Regions from separate parts of the Mus musculus genome. Here regions 2 and 3 are each linked to region 1. A link is a contact called in public Hi-C and HiChIP or PLAC-seq data. All regions are on one chromosome and are shown on one strand. Each heading gives the region's core, a stretch centred on a gene start, on an enhancer-like site or on the middle of the called end of the contact. The rest is flanking DNA. Distances are from core to core; before and after follow the strand shown.

The links. Hi-C and Micro-C count contacts between places; a contact is called where the count stands out from the background. HiChIP or PLAC-seq counts read pairs in DNA pulled down with a chosen protein or histone mark.
Region 2: a BATF HiChIP or PLAC-seq map of CD8 T cells shows a contact between it and region 1, with 68 read pairs. The contact joins two enhancer-like sites. A contact is called at or near these places in 2 of 39 promoter capture datasets (the SN4741 cell line and macrophages), 1 of 15 datasets of contacts at CTCF or cohesin (CD8 T cells), 3 of 484 Hi-C or Micro-C datasets (CD8 T cells, nephron progenitors and pancreatic cancer cells), 4 of 115 datasets of contacts at active chromatin or transcription factors (CD8 T cells, the NIH/3T3 cell line, effector CD8 T cells and 1 more) and 3 of 9 other capture datasets (adipose tissue, liver and pancreatic islet).
Region 3: a contact with region 1 is called in a Hi-C map of CD8 T cells, with 1.6 times the contacts expected there. The contact joins two enhancer-like sites. A contact is called at or near these places in 2 of 15 datasets of contacts at CTCF or cohesin (the NIH/3T3 cell line and pro-B cells), 6 of 484 Hi-C or Micro-C datasets (the 3T3-L1 cell line, B cells, CD8 T cells and 3 more), 1 of 115 datasets of contacts at active chromatin or transcription factors (the NIH/3T3 cell line) and 1 of 9 other capture datasets (liver).

Annotation. Positions count from the first base shown.
Region 1 is chr3:59,293,352-59,297,389 of GRCm38.p6, forward strand. It overlaps Med12l (mediator complex subunit 12-like), which reads left to right. Exons shown (of 44, transcript NM_177855.3): 39 at 875-964; 40 at 2,654-2,883. Among named protein-coding and RNA genes, the nearest start is that of P2ry12, 32 kb to the left of the region's middle. Within about 2 kb of position 2,725, at least 70 of the 459 cell types and tissues checked have an H3K27ac peak or open chromatin away from gene starts, as enhancers often do. A contact at or near this core is called in CD8 T cells, effector CD8 T cells and memory CD8 T cells, where this site is marked.
Region 2 is chr3:59,220,447-59,224,472 of GRCm38.p6, forward strand. All of the region lies in intron 15 of Med12l (mediator complex subunit 12-like), which reads left to right. The region is part of intron 2 of P2ry12 (purinergic receptor P2Y, G-protein coupled 12); the gene reads right to left. Among named protein-coding and RNA genes, the nearest start is that of P2ry13, 12 kb to the left of the region's middle. Within about 2 kb of position 2,330, at least 10 of the 459 cell types and tissues checked have an H3K27ac peak or open chromatin away from gene starts, as enhancers often do. A contact at or near this core is called in CD8 T cells, effector CD8 T cells and memory CD8 T cells, where this site is marked.
Region 3 is chr3:59,166,407-59,170,786 of GRCm38.p6, forward strand. All of the region lies in intron 15 of Med12l (mediator complex subunit 12-like), which reads left to right. Among named protein-coding and RNA genes, the nearest start is that of F630111L10Rik, 15 kb to the left of the region's middle. Within about 2 kb of position 3,060, at least 22 of the 459 cell types and tissues checked have an H3K27ac peak or open chromatin away from gene starts, as enhancers often do. A contact at or near this core is called in CD8 T cells, where this site is marked.

The DNA.
Region 1 (4,038 bases), core at 1,475-3,974:
GTATCTTGTGGCTTTGTAGCAGCCCAGGATTGACAGATGTTTCATTCTTACTGTGATTGGTGTTGGCATTCTCCTACGGAAACTGAACATTTATCCCTTTTCTTTGTTAGAAATATATTTAGCTTTTCCAAGGCACTCTAAAACGATTTCGTGCAACTATGATCTAGCCCTTTTTAATTGTGAGACTGTAGTAAAATAATTACACGTTGAATTTATTTCACCCTGTTAATGAAGTCCTGGGGAAATGCAGGCATGCTGAGATCCTCGGCTTTCCCCCTCTGTGATTATCACTCCAGGCTTTCATAAAATAACCATGTAAGTAGTACATGAAGCTTATGTATTGCTATCATTTTGATTTATGTTCTGAAGGCCAAAGTGTATTAAATTGAGGCTAGTAAAAAGATATTAACTGGGTCTACTCTACATGTAGTTGTTTAGAACTATATTTGCTATTAGAAATTTTATTGAATACACCTCATTATAGAGTCTTAGAAGGTATTAAAATTTCCTCAGAAAACAGTATGCATGGTTTTCAGATCACTATGATAAAGCTTCATTAAGAAGCCATGGAAATTTTGCATGTGGTGAGAATATGCCATGTGTCTTTTTCTCCTTATGCACAGATGCTGGGTAGTGCCTGTGACTGGAGAGCCACAATTAAGGGACTCCTCAGTACCCAGAGAAGCATGTGTGCCCTCCTAGAGAGTCACTTAAGAAACTCTTTGCTGAGAGGGGTTAGGCGTAAATTTATGTGTGTTACTGGTGATGACATGAAGCTGTGCTCACCAAACAGTCTGAAACCTGTAAGTTCTGTATTCAGAAGCTCAACTCAAGCACTTTCAGTTACAGAGTCTGTCCTGATTTTGTTTTCCAGGGCCAGCCAGGGGACCAGGCTGCTCTCTTTACTGCACAAGCACGGCCCTCCCCTCAGCTCCCTCAGTATCCAGGGCTGCAACAAGCACAGGTACCCACACTGCTTTGAAGCAAAGGATTCCTTGATGTTTAATGCTATTTCTTTGGAGTAGGAGATCAAGGAAACTGCTTCTCAACTAGATAGAGAACTTAGTTATTTCTGCTCCCATGATTTCAGAACAGTAGTTGTTGAGTCAGTCCCAGGATTGATCAGGAAACTCTTAGATTAGAAATGGAAATTAATTCAGGCTTCTCCTCTGCCGCTGATAATGTGTTGAAGCACTTGATCTAAGGTGGTGGCGAGCACCTGTAACATCCACCCAAGAGGCAGAGGCAGGAGCATTAAGGCCATCTAAGGTTAGATAGTTGAGACTGCATCTCAAAATCAATCAATCAATCAATCAATCAATCAATCAATTTATTAAATTGTTTAGTAATCTCAGTTATTTATGATACAGTGTTTAATGATATAATTTGTTATAGAAATTTTCATATTCAAGGATAACTTCCATGAGGGATCATGGTAGAAGAACAGGACAATAGGCCTTTGAGTCAGGTTGCAGTACAGGTGTTGTTGACTCTGTAGCTGTGTGACATGCATGGTATTCTGAGGTCTAGCTTCCTTTTCTGTAAGATCAAGAGGAAAGATGTGGGATTCAAGGCAACCTATGGAATTAGCGTACTGTCACATACACAGTAAATGCTCAACAAAGGGTGTGCTTATCTTTAAAAAATGTAGATCTTTGTCAGGCACTAGTGTTGCATAGAATTAATGCCAGCACTTGGGAGGCAGAGGCAGGTGGATCTCTATGAGTTCAAGACCAGCCTGGTCTACAGAACGAGTTCCAGGATATCCAAGGCTACATAGAGATACCCTGTTTGAAATAAAATAAAATAAATAGCCCTTTATTCCCCCTTTGTCCAAACTGTTTAGTAGTTTTATTATTTCTGCATCCTTACACCCTTACTTCTTTCTTTTATATAAAAAGACCCGATACTTTGATAAGATTTGTGTTGGGGCTGGCTATTCATTCCATGTATATGGCCGAAAGGAGTGCCCTGTTTGTCTTACGTAAGTCCCGAGTCTGGGTTCCTGTAGGCCACTTCTGCCATTTAGTGTGTATCACTCTTGTCTCCAGAGTCAGAGTTCTTACACTGCTTTAATATGTGGTGTTTTGGGGATCCAGAGAACAGGCAGCATTTTGTTCAGAGAATTGTTATCTTGTGATCCAGAAAACTCCATGTTTGTCTTTTACATAAGGCATCAAGGTTTAGAGAAATAGGTTCTTGTACGAATGGGAAAGTATACCCCGTCAGTTGATGTTCACTGGGCACGGCCCCTCCCTTGCTTGTCCCACTTTGGAGATGATTCTGATATTGTTTCGATTTTGTTGAATCTAGGCATGGAGTGTGTGGATACTTCGCTGATTATTTCTATGCAGAATGCTGCCCTTCCTAGCCCATGAAATAGACAGCTCAACTTAGAAAGCAAATGAATATCCAATTATTTTGAACTAGAGACTTCTGTGGATTCATTATCCAGCCAGTCTATTCTCTAAGTGTCTGGTTAGACTTCTCGCCTGCAAGAGTAGCCATCCTCATATGTTGAGTCATCCCAGCCTTGTGAGAGCAGTGAGTTTCAGGTTGGACCTCCTGGGCTTATTTTTGCCCCGTGTTTCTTAGTGATGGGAATATGGGTGCTAACTGGAGCACTGACATTTTCCTTTGTGCCTTCCTGCAGACCATGCCCCAGGGCTACACAATGTATGGAACACAGATGCCTTTGCAACAGGCAGCTCAGCAGCAGCCTGGTGGCGTGGTCCTTTCCCCCAGCTACAACTCCAGGGCCTATCCGGCTGCACATTCCAGCCCAGCGCTGATGGAAAGACTCCGGCAGCTTCAGCAGCAGCCAAGTGGCTACGTGCAGCAGCAGGCCTCCCCGTACCTGCAGCCCGTAGCTGGCTCTCAGAGGTGATACCTGTTGAAGTAATTGCGATAGTAAAACCCTCTCGGCCTTGGGATTGTTAAGCTCGCTCCTTCCAAGCGTTTGATACCGTAATGGTTTTTGAGCTCCTCTACTTGAGTCCTGACATCTCATTTTTTTTTTAACCAGCGTGCAGTAGAGGTTCCAAATTCTTTCATTGAAGAATGCTGTGGTTTTGACTCACTTCTTCCATGTGTGCTATGTAAAGTTTTTCAGATGTTACCCATGTGTTTTCTTTTCTGCTTTTTTCCTCCCCAAAAGGATTTTTTTTTTTTATTAAAAGTATCTGAGAAAACTATCGATCATGGTTAGCAGCGCCTTACTAGGATTTGTTGATCAAGCCAGTTTCTGTTGTAGAGCTAATTGTACATGGTGCTTTGCAAAGTTTTGTTATGACTTAGTTTTTATTTTTCCCACCTCAGAGATGACTCATGGCCGACTCTTCTGGTTCTTGTTTTAATCACACCCCTTCCTCCTAGGGTGTGTCAGTACTGCTTATTGTCGTAGTCGCTATCCATACATGGCTAAATTTAAATGAATTAAATCTGATTTAACATTTATTTCTGCAGACACATTAGTCACCTTTTAAGTGCACTTTAGCCAGCTCTGGCCAGCATGGCTAGATTTGAGGTTCATGTGACATATGCAGTGACGTGAAGACCTGGCAGGATGCTCAGCTATCTTGTGAAATTCTGTAGCTTTGACCAAGGAGCCTTGCAGTTTTGTTTATTTCTAAACCCTGATAACTAACTAGTCCTAGTGGCTAGAGGCCATTTCATTGGATGGCACAGATAGGAATCATTATTGCTTATCAAAATATACAATCTCATTAGATAATATAGTCCAGAAGAATTAGGTTTGTAATCATATAGACTACATTGTACAGTGGATAGCAGCTTAGCTCCCATGCGTTACCATCAATGACCAGCTACATGTCTGCTGAGGATAATAACTCTCTGAAAGTTAGGGAGGTCGGTGGGATTTGTGGGAAATAATTTGTAAAACATGCATTTTGCTCACCATGTTTTATAAGTAGTAGCAGAGCAGAGCTCAGTAACTTGAGCTTAAGTGCTAAAAAAAAAAAATCTGGGTTCAAATCCCACCTGTGTCATTTTTTTTTTCTGGATGACCTTAGTTATTTC
Region 2 (4,026 bases), core at 1,080-3,579, 73 kb before region 1:
TTGGCTATTTTCCATAAATGATAAATCCAAGTTGAGAGGATGTCTTCTAAATGTGTTCCTGGAGAATGCTGCAGGCTCGCTTTCGCAGATGACTGTTCACCTGAAAGCATACTATGCTCAAAGTGGACGATGTGTCACTGTCTGACAAGTAATTGTATCATCTCAAAATATGTGCTCCCATGGGGGGAGGGTAAGCCTTCTGCTTCTCGTTTTATCCTAGTTCATAATTTCATTATTTGCAATCTGGGTTTGATTATTGTCTTTGTGGGTAAAACAACACCATCATCCCATTATAAATTATTAGTTCCCCAAATTACATTAGGGAAAAAACAGTTGTATACAGTGCCAGGCTGATTGTGTGAAGCGGCCTTCATGGTTTCCGTGAACAGAACTTAGGTAACAGACAGTGTTTCTTTATGAATTGAGTTTACTGTTAAAGATAATATTGAATTAATCAGCTTGGTAACTATTACATGCAGTTTTTAACTTTTAAACGAAAAAGGCAAGATACACTTGGAGTGAAATTGTAGGTTAAGTTTGTTACTGCTGTATATTTGCGTAACTATTTCTGGCTCCCGCGATGGAGAAAAGGCACAAGCACAGTATTTCCAACTGAAATGGCCGTTAGCTATAAAACCACATGAGGAGGTGCTGCTACTTGGAACATATATTCCATATATTCTGAATTTTGAGTGTGTTTATACCTATTAAATCAATTTAATGATGTATCATGGAAGCTCAGCATCACTTGAACATTTTTTTAAAAACATGCTTAGGGGCCACTGCCTAGTTTCTGTGAACCAGAAACCCCCATTTGTGTTTAACCTCCCTTCTATGTGATGCCTAGGCACAGTAAAGAGTGCTGACCACTTGATTAAATGGACATTGGACTTTTATTGTCACTAAAATTTGAGGGCAAGCTATTGATCTCATTCACTTTAGCAACATTCAAATACATAGTAGGTGCAATATTTTTTACCTAGAAAGAAGTATTGGTTTGATTTTAAACTTTTCAGAAAGTTTATATGGGCTGCTTTACCTTTGTACATAAACAGTCAATTAAACTTGTCTTATTTGTTGGTTTGGATATTTGAGATACTTTTTAAAAAATAATTTACTTTTATTTCATGTGCATTGGTGTTTTTCCTGCATGGATATTTGTGTGAAGGTGTCAGATACTCTGCAACTGGAGTTATAGTTATTTGTGAGTTGCCATGTGGGTACTGGGGAATGAACCCAGGTCCTCTGGAAGAGCAGCCAATTTTCCTGACCGCTGAGCCATCTCTCCAGCCCCTGAAATATTTTTTAAAGGAGCTTTATGCTTCAAAACGATAATTGGCAACATTTCATTTCTTATGCTGCCATGAAATAACCCACATTTATCATATTAGCTAGTACTCATTTTATCTTCAGTTTTTCCCATCAGAATGAAGGGAACTTAGTAGAATAGCCAGGTTAATTGGAGGCCCTACTCAAACCTACAAAGTCTGCTCTGGAGCCACCCTTGTCTCTGAGTCCATCCTCATGCCATCTCTGTAGTCTCTTTCCCCTTCAGGGCCCAGGACTGAGGGATGAATGGCTCGTGAAGTGGCTGCACTCTGTTTTGATCAAATAACCACTATAACTGCCTTTATAACAAATTCTAAACTCTGGGATATTTATAGTATTTCTGAGATCTCGGTTGAAACCAGTCTTCTGAAGGGGAATTACAGGTTTCTTCAGTGAATTAGTCTCCCACATTAAAAGAAAATCAATTCAAGATTTCTAAGTCTTTCTTTACTGAGAATATGTGTGTGTGTGTGTGTGTGTGTGTGTGTGTGTGTGTGTGTGTATGTATATGTATATTTATATATATTTCAAATCCCTAAAACATTCTCAGCAGGCATTTGAAGAATAAAACAAACTTAGACCTAAGCTAGCTTCATCTTTCCTGAGAATTGAAGTGACAACCACAAACACCTCTTTCTGAACTTATCACATTTTCTCCTTGTAGACAATTGCCAATTTCCCCTTTGACCACCATGAAAGCAACTGAAAGCTTTAGATAGAAAGTGACTCATCCTAAAACTCCATTATCATATAGCATAATTAGTCGGACACACCATCTTCCCCCATCAGTAAACAGCATCATCACATACGGTTTATAACTGTATTATAGGGAAATGAAATTTAATTTGATCATTTCTAACCAAGATAATTTGGAAAATTGAGGAGAATTTTTATTTTAAATGGTTAATTATTTGACAAATCCCTTGAAGATAAGCAATACTTCCTGTTCATCTGAAATCTATTCAACTCATACATGGCATATGACTTACTTATGCTTACAACTTACAGCTCATACATAACTCATAGCTTACTTACTCTAAGCCAAAGAGGCCATGCCTTGAAGTGCATGTGGTCCTTGAAAATCTAGGTTTCAGAGGGAGAATGAAGAGCTAATTGGACATTTGATTATCAGTTGGGATCTTGCAATTGTCATGACTTTTATTTTTATATCAATGATTTTTTTTATTGAGGACATATATTAGTGTTGCTTAGCTTTATTGATCATAGTAATTTAGGTTATATAAACAATAGCTTTCAAAAATAAGTCATCTTGGGCATTGGGAATATTTAGAAAGAGCCAACATTGTCTTTGCTGGAAAGAATAGAAATAGTGTATCACAGACTCTGCTACTGGAGAACAGGTATTTCCTTCAAAAATATGTTATCTGCTTTCTTGATTTATGAGAAAGGGCACTACCATTTAGGAACAGTTACCAATAAAAAGAAGCTGACAGTTACATTGTCCTATGGTACAGCCATTATCCTTCTGTGTACTCATTCACTCTTCCAGCACAAGGCTAACTACGAATAAAACATTTGAGTTATTTCTTGAACAAATTAGTGTGGTTATAGTGAGATTCAGCCGAAAGAGGTCATGTTCAATGGCAAGTTTTTAATAATTTGTTTTAATAATTTATATTTGAAGATGTAGATGTTTGCTTTTTTGTTCATTCATGAATATAATGTATACATTACTCATGTAGTACAGGGAATTGAACCCAGATCTTCTCAGATGCTTGACAGATGCTCTAATGCTGTGCTTTACTCTCTGTCCCTAATTCTTTGTTCGTATTTACTGTGGTTCATGGTGGGCTCCCACTTGAATATTCAGAAATACAATCTTAAGATGCGACTTCTACGTAGTGTGTTATGAGGATAATTGCAATAACTCATCTGTCCTAAGTGTCCCAGAGAAAGGAACAGACTCAGAATATTTTTCAAAGACTTATCCATAACCACTAATTCTAATATTCTTTGCTCATAGAATCTCTTTATAAATAAAAATATATATAGAAAGTAGGACCAGGGGAAGCAGAACACATCTTTCTGTTGGTCTCAACCCTATTATCACACAATGTGAGACACACACACACACACACACACACACCACAAATATGTATATTTTGGCAGTTATTATCGACATTTATTTTAAAGAAATCAAGGTGACTTAGAGAAGACCTTAATTTGGCCAGCTCTATTATTTCCTCCTAAGGATGTCTACCCGAGAAGACTCTGTCAGACTTTCTATGGTGGGTGAGAGTGCTGTGATTCTCAAGGTTCAGCCTTCTAGCTTCATAGCCAGATAGGTCCCTGTGAGCATGATGTAATGCCTAGAGAATGAAGTCATTGATCTGGAGGATGTTCTTATCAAAGCTCAGTTAACAGAGACATGGTAAACTCTCAGCATTTACCTTAAAAATAAAGACTTGGACTTCTGTAGAAGGTTCGGTTGGTCCTTTTATGCCCAGTGAATATACTCTTCAGGAAACAGATACTAGGATAATTTTTGGTTCTGGTCTCAGATCATTAATGTTACTCAAAGAATGCAGTATGGGGATGCTAAGATGAAATAGTAGAAATCCACTGCCACATTTGCAAGTATTTAATATATAATTGTAAGTTGAGCTGCTTATCTGATCAATTCAGTTTGAGGTTTTGTACACTTTTCTATTTGTACAAAAAAATAGACATAAATGA
Region 3 (4,380 bases), core at 1,810-4,309, 130 kb before region 1:
GTTCTTCACTGATACCTATAATCTGATATTGGGTTTTTTCATGGTATCTCCCAATTTATGCACATTCCTATTATGTATTTTAATTTTTTTCATATTTTTGTTTGTGTGGTTTAACTGTATATTATCTTCAGTTTATGGTATCCTTTCTTTTATTGATCCATTTTATTTGTATGGCTTTCCCATAAATTTCTAATTTGTTTTTTGAGTTTTCAATTTCATCTTTAGTTCTCTTCAAAATGTATCTTTGCTACATTTGATTTTCAAATACTTGATATAATCTGCTCTAGGTCTATCAATTTATCTGACAATTTTATTTTTCCTTATAGCTGAGTAATATTTCATTGTGTATATAACTCATTTTCATTATCCATTCTTCTATTGAATGATATTTAGATTGTTTCATATTCCTAGTCATGAATAGAGCAGCAGCAAACATGGCTGCGCTTATCTGTGGAGTAGGAAACCAGAGTCTTGGACACAGGCCAAAGAGGTTTTAGGTTTTGTTGTTGTTGTTGGTTGGTTGGTTGTTGGTTTTGTTTTGTTTTAAGATTCTCCACACTGATCCCAAGTGGCTGCACCAGTTGGCATTCCCTCAGCAGTAGATGAGAGTTCTTCTTTCCCCACAACTGTATCAGCCTTTATTGTTAAGTGTTTAGTTGGTTTTATCCATCTGGCTGGAGGGAGATGAAATCTTGAAGTTTTTAAATTTGCATTTCTCTAGTTGCTAAGGATAATAGGCTTTTTTTGGAGATGTTTCTTTTCCATTTTCAGTTTTCTTCTATTGAGAATTCAGTGTTTAGACCCATTTCGGTTATTGACTTGAGGAAGGGTTTGAGAGGGGGCTGTTGGGAAGGGCTAGAGGTAGGACGGGGAGGAGGGAACATGATATAATTCTATTTTAATTAACACATATCAAATAAATAGTATATAAACTATAAAACAATATAGGGCATGGCCCCTTTCCTTGAGAAACCCATTATCAAAAAGGAAAAAAAAAGTTAAAATAAAGAGTATTTTTTGTTTGTTTATAATATCTTGATTTATGCTAAACAGTTTTAGTTCCCTGAGCATCTTCCCATTTCCTTTTGTGGAATTGTGACATTCAAGTTCACTCCTGTTTATTTTTTTCTCAAAGCTTCCAGCCCCACAGCCCACCCTGTTAATGACTCACCCAACAGTACATGCTCATAGTTGTACTGTTTCCAGGCAGCGGATCTGCCTTGTTAGTAATAAGACTGGTTATATATAAATATCCCTTGTGTATTTATACTACAAACAGAGGGCTTCTAACACATGGAATCTCAAAATATGTCTATTATTGTTTCCAGTCAGTTCTTATCTGGCCTGTCATCAACTGCTCATAACAACTTTCCTTTTTACATTCTGATTCTATAAATGTTCCATCTTGTTCCTTACTCAAAAGTCCAATTATTTGTGACTATTTGGGATGTGTGTGTGTATGTGTGTGAAAGCAGGGCTCAGCAGTGCTTGTGACCAAGCCCAAGCCCTCCTGAAAAGCTAAGCTTTGGTTCATTAATAAGATTTATCACCATCCCTGTTTGTTTTTTATGTGTGTGTGTGTGTGTGTGTGTGTGTGTGTGTGTGTGTGTGTTCACGTGGCTGGACATTTGGCTCATTGTATCCAAGTGTGAGCTCAGTGTTCAGTATCTTCTTCATTCAGCCTTCAATTTAATTTTTCAGACAGAATCTCCCAGTAAGTGTAGGAATCACTGATTGGCTAGACTAGCTGCCCAGGGAGGCCCAGGGATGCTCTTGGCACTGCTTCCCCTGAGGTGGGTCACCAGCGTGCACTGTTGGGCCTGCCATTTTATATGTGGGCTGGGATCTGAACTGAGCTGCTCCCACTTGCAGAGCAAGCACGTTACCAATTGAGCCACATCCCTAGCCTCTTAAGTATCATTCCTAATGCTATATAACTTATAAACCCTTTTTTCAAGTATGGAAACAGTTTCGATGTTACTGTCCTGTTGCTGCTGCATGTACTGTTTTGTACACTGGTTTTTATGAGTGTTCTGGATCTTAGTCTTTCTCTTAGCTTTTTGGTATTTCATAATATGTTTCATTGTCTCTGCCAGTGAACATTTATATAAGTATGCATGTTCCAGTGACGTAATTTTAACCACATAGTATCCATTTATTGAATCATGTAATGTTTTATAAAGTGTTCGTGTGTGTGTGTCTGTGTATGTATATGTGTGTAGGCATAACCACATCACCACATGTGTCTGGAGGTCAGGCAACTTTAACGAGTTGGTTCTCTTCTGCCACCTTGTGGGATTGGGGGATTGTGTTTAGGTGGGCGAGACTGAACATTACATACACACCCTTACTCTCTGAGCCATCTTACTGGCCCAAATTATGTACATTTTCTAAAAGTTCTTTTAAGAAAGACTTTGTTGGCGTGTGGCTTATGGTAGTGCATGCGTGTAGCTACTTGGTTTTGTATAGATAGGGGTGGGTCCACCAGGCATTGAGAAACACACGGGGTTAAGGATACAGAAGCTTAGGGACAAGGCCCAGTATAAACTCTGGTAGTCGCAGGAAGAGGGTTTGGACATTGACCCTAGTGTGTGCAGTGCTTGTGGAAAGGTAGTTGTTGTTTGTGGAGGCATGGAATTGAAAGAACGATGACTACTCTGTGGTATAGACATAGGGTCCTAAATGTCATGCTGTGTGTGGTCTTTGTGATTCCGTATGCTGAGGTATTTTAAGGATGTCTGCCAAAGTAATTTGAAAGGAGCTTCTAAAAAGTCTAACCTTGCTGTGACACATTGCATGCAGAGCATGGCTGTGCTTCCCGGTATGACACACAAAATCCTGCTGGAACCTGTTGGCTTGGAGTAATGAAGAATGAGGGCATTATTCAATCTCTGCCACACGATAGAAGTCTCATGTTGCCAAACTATACCTTCTGCTAAAGACGGATAGCCTTAGGGATTCACTGTCGTTTTGTCTCTTCATCTGAGCATGATGGAGGAGCAATTGTCTAATGTAGTGCTACCACCTTCTGGCAGGCTGAAAGAGATCAGTTTATAACATGGTTCCTGTGTGGGGCATTTGTGTGGTAATGCACAGCACACAGAGCCTCACTTGGATGTGGGTCCTGATGAAGCACAGTGCTACTTAAATGTCAGCCAGATGTCACTCCAGCAGGATCTTGGTGTTCCTGGAAGCCTTGATGTTAGCAAAGGTTCAAAGTTGAGAACCTTAATTGTTACAGACCAGAAACTCCTGCACATGTGTTTCATCTTTGTGTGTCCTTTTGGAAAAAGATGTCAAGAAATCAGAAGCAGGTGTTCTGTGTTTTAACTTAAGTTAGAAAGATCACGTTTCTCCTTATCTGCTTGGATCCCAAGAAGGAACTCAACTGTCATAATACTTGGAAGTGTTTGGATACATCTGGGGGGGGGGGAGAGGGGGGCTCTGTTTTGGAATCATTCTTAGCGACGGTGGGCAGTGACCGTTCTTGATGGCTTCTCTGATTTGATATCCTCAGTGTCCAGTACTACAGGAAGTACTTAAAAGACTGCTTAGTGAATATACTAGGAACCTATTATTGGAAGAGGGACTGGTCTATTGAGTGTTCTGTAACTGAGAGGAAACGCAGGCATAGAATTAGTCTGCAGACAGTGAGGGTCATGCCCTGGTGTTAGATCATCTCTTTGCTCCTTTCCTGTCTCTGCTCTTCAGAGCCTGCTCTGTAGGGATCTGAAGCCAGATATGCTTAGCAGTTCACACTGCTACAGACTGGGGAGGGCAAGGCGACCCTTGGTGTGATAGTTTATTTATTAGGACTCTCACTGCTAGTCTTTCTGGCCAGGGGATGGAACAAGTTTGGAAAGTAAGCTTTGAAAACTCAAGGAGAGTCCCCAGCTGGGATGAAACTGAAGAAATTCCATAGGGGATAAACTCAGAGTTGTCCAGGAAAATAAAGGCTGCTTATCATGCTGGGGTGATGTGTGGGAGGAGCAGGGCTCAGCAAGTTTGTGGTGTGGAGACTTGCCTGAGGGTTAACTGCAAGTTAGAGGAAGTGCTTCAGTGATCCCAAGCCAGGGTGTGTGCTTTCTTAAACTGTTTAGGAGCCATTTTCTTTCTCCTCAGCAAACTGATATGGGCAGAGTACATAATTCTAGATTCTGTGTGTGGGTTTCTGCAATTAATACTGTACAGGTTACTCATCTCTCTAGTTACCTTCTTTGTAGTTTGGGGTACTTTTTGTCATTTGAGATGGTTCCATAGAGTCTAGGCTGGCCTCCAACTTCCTGGGTAGTCAAGGGTGACCTTGAACTCACCTTGCTTCTTCCACCTCTCCTAAATTGGAATTGCAAACATGTGACACCAAAACTGGCAAGTTGCTTT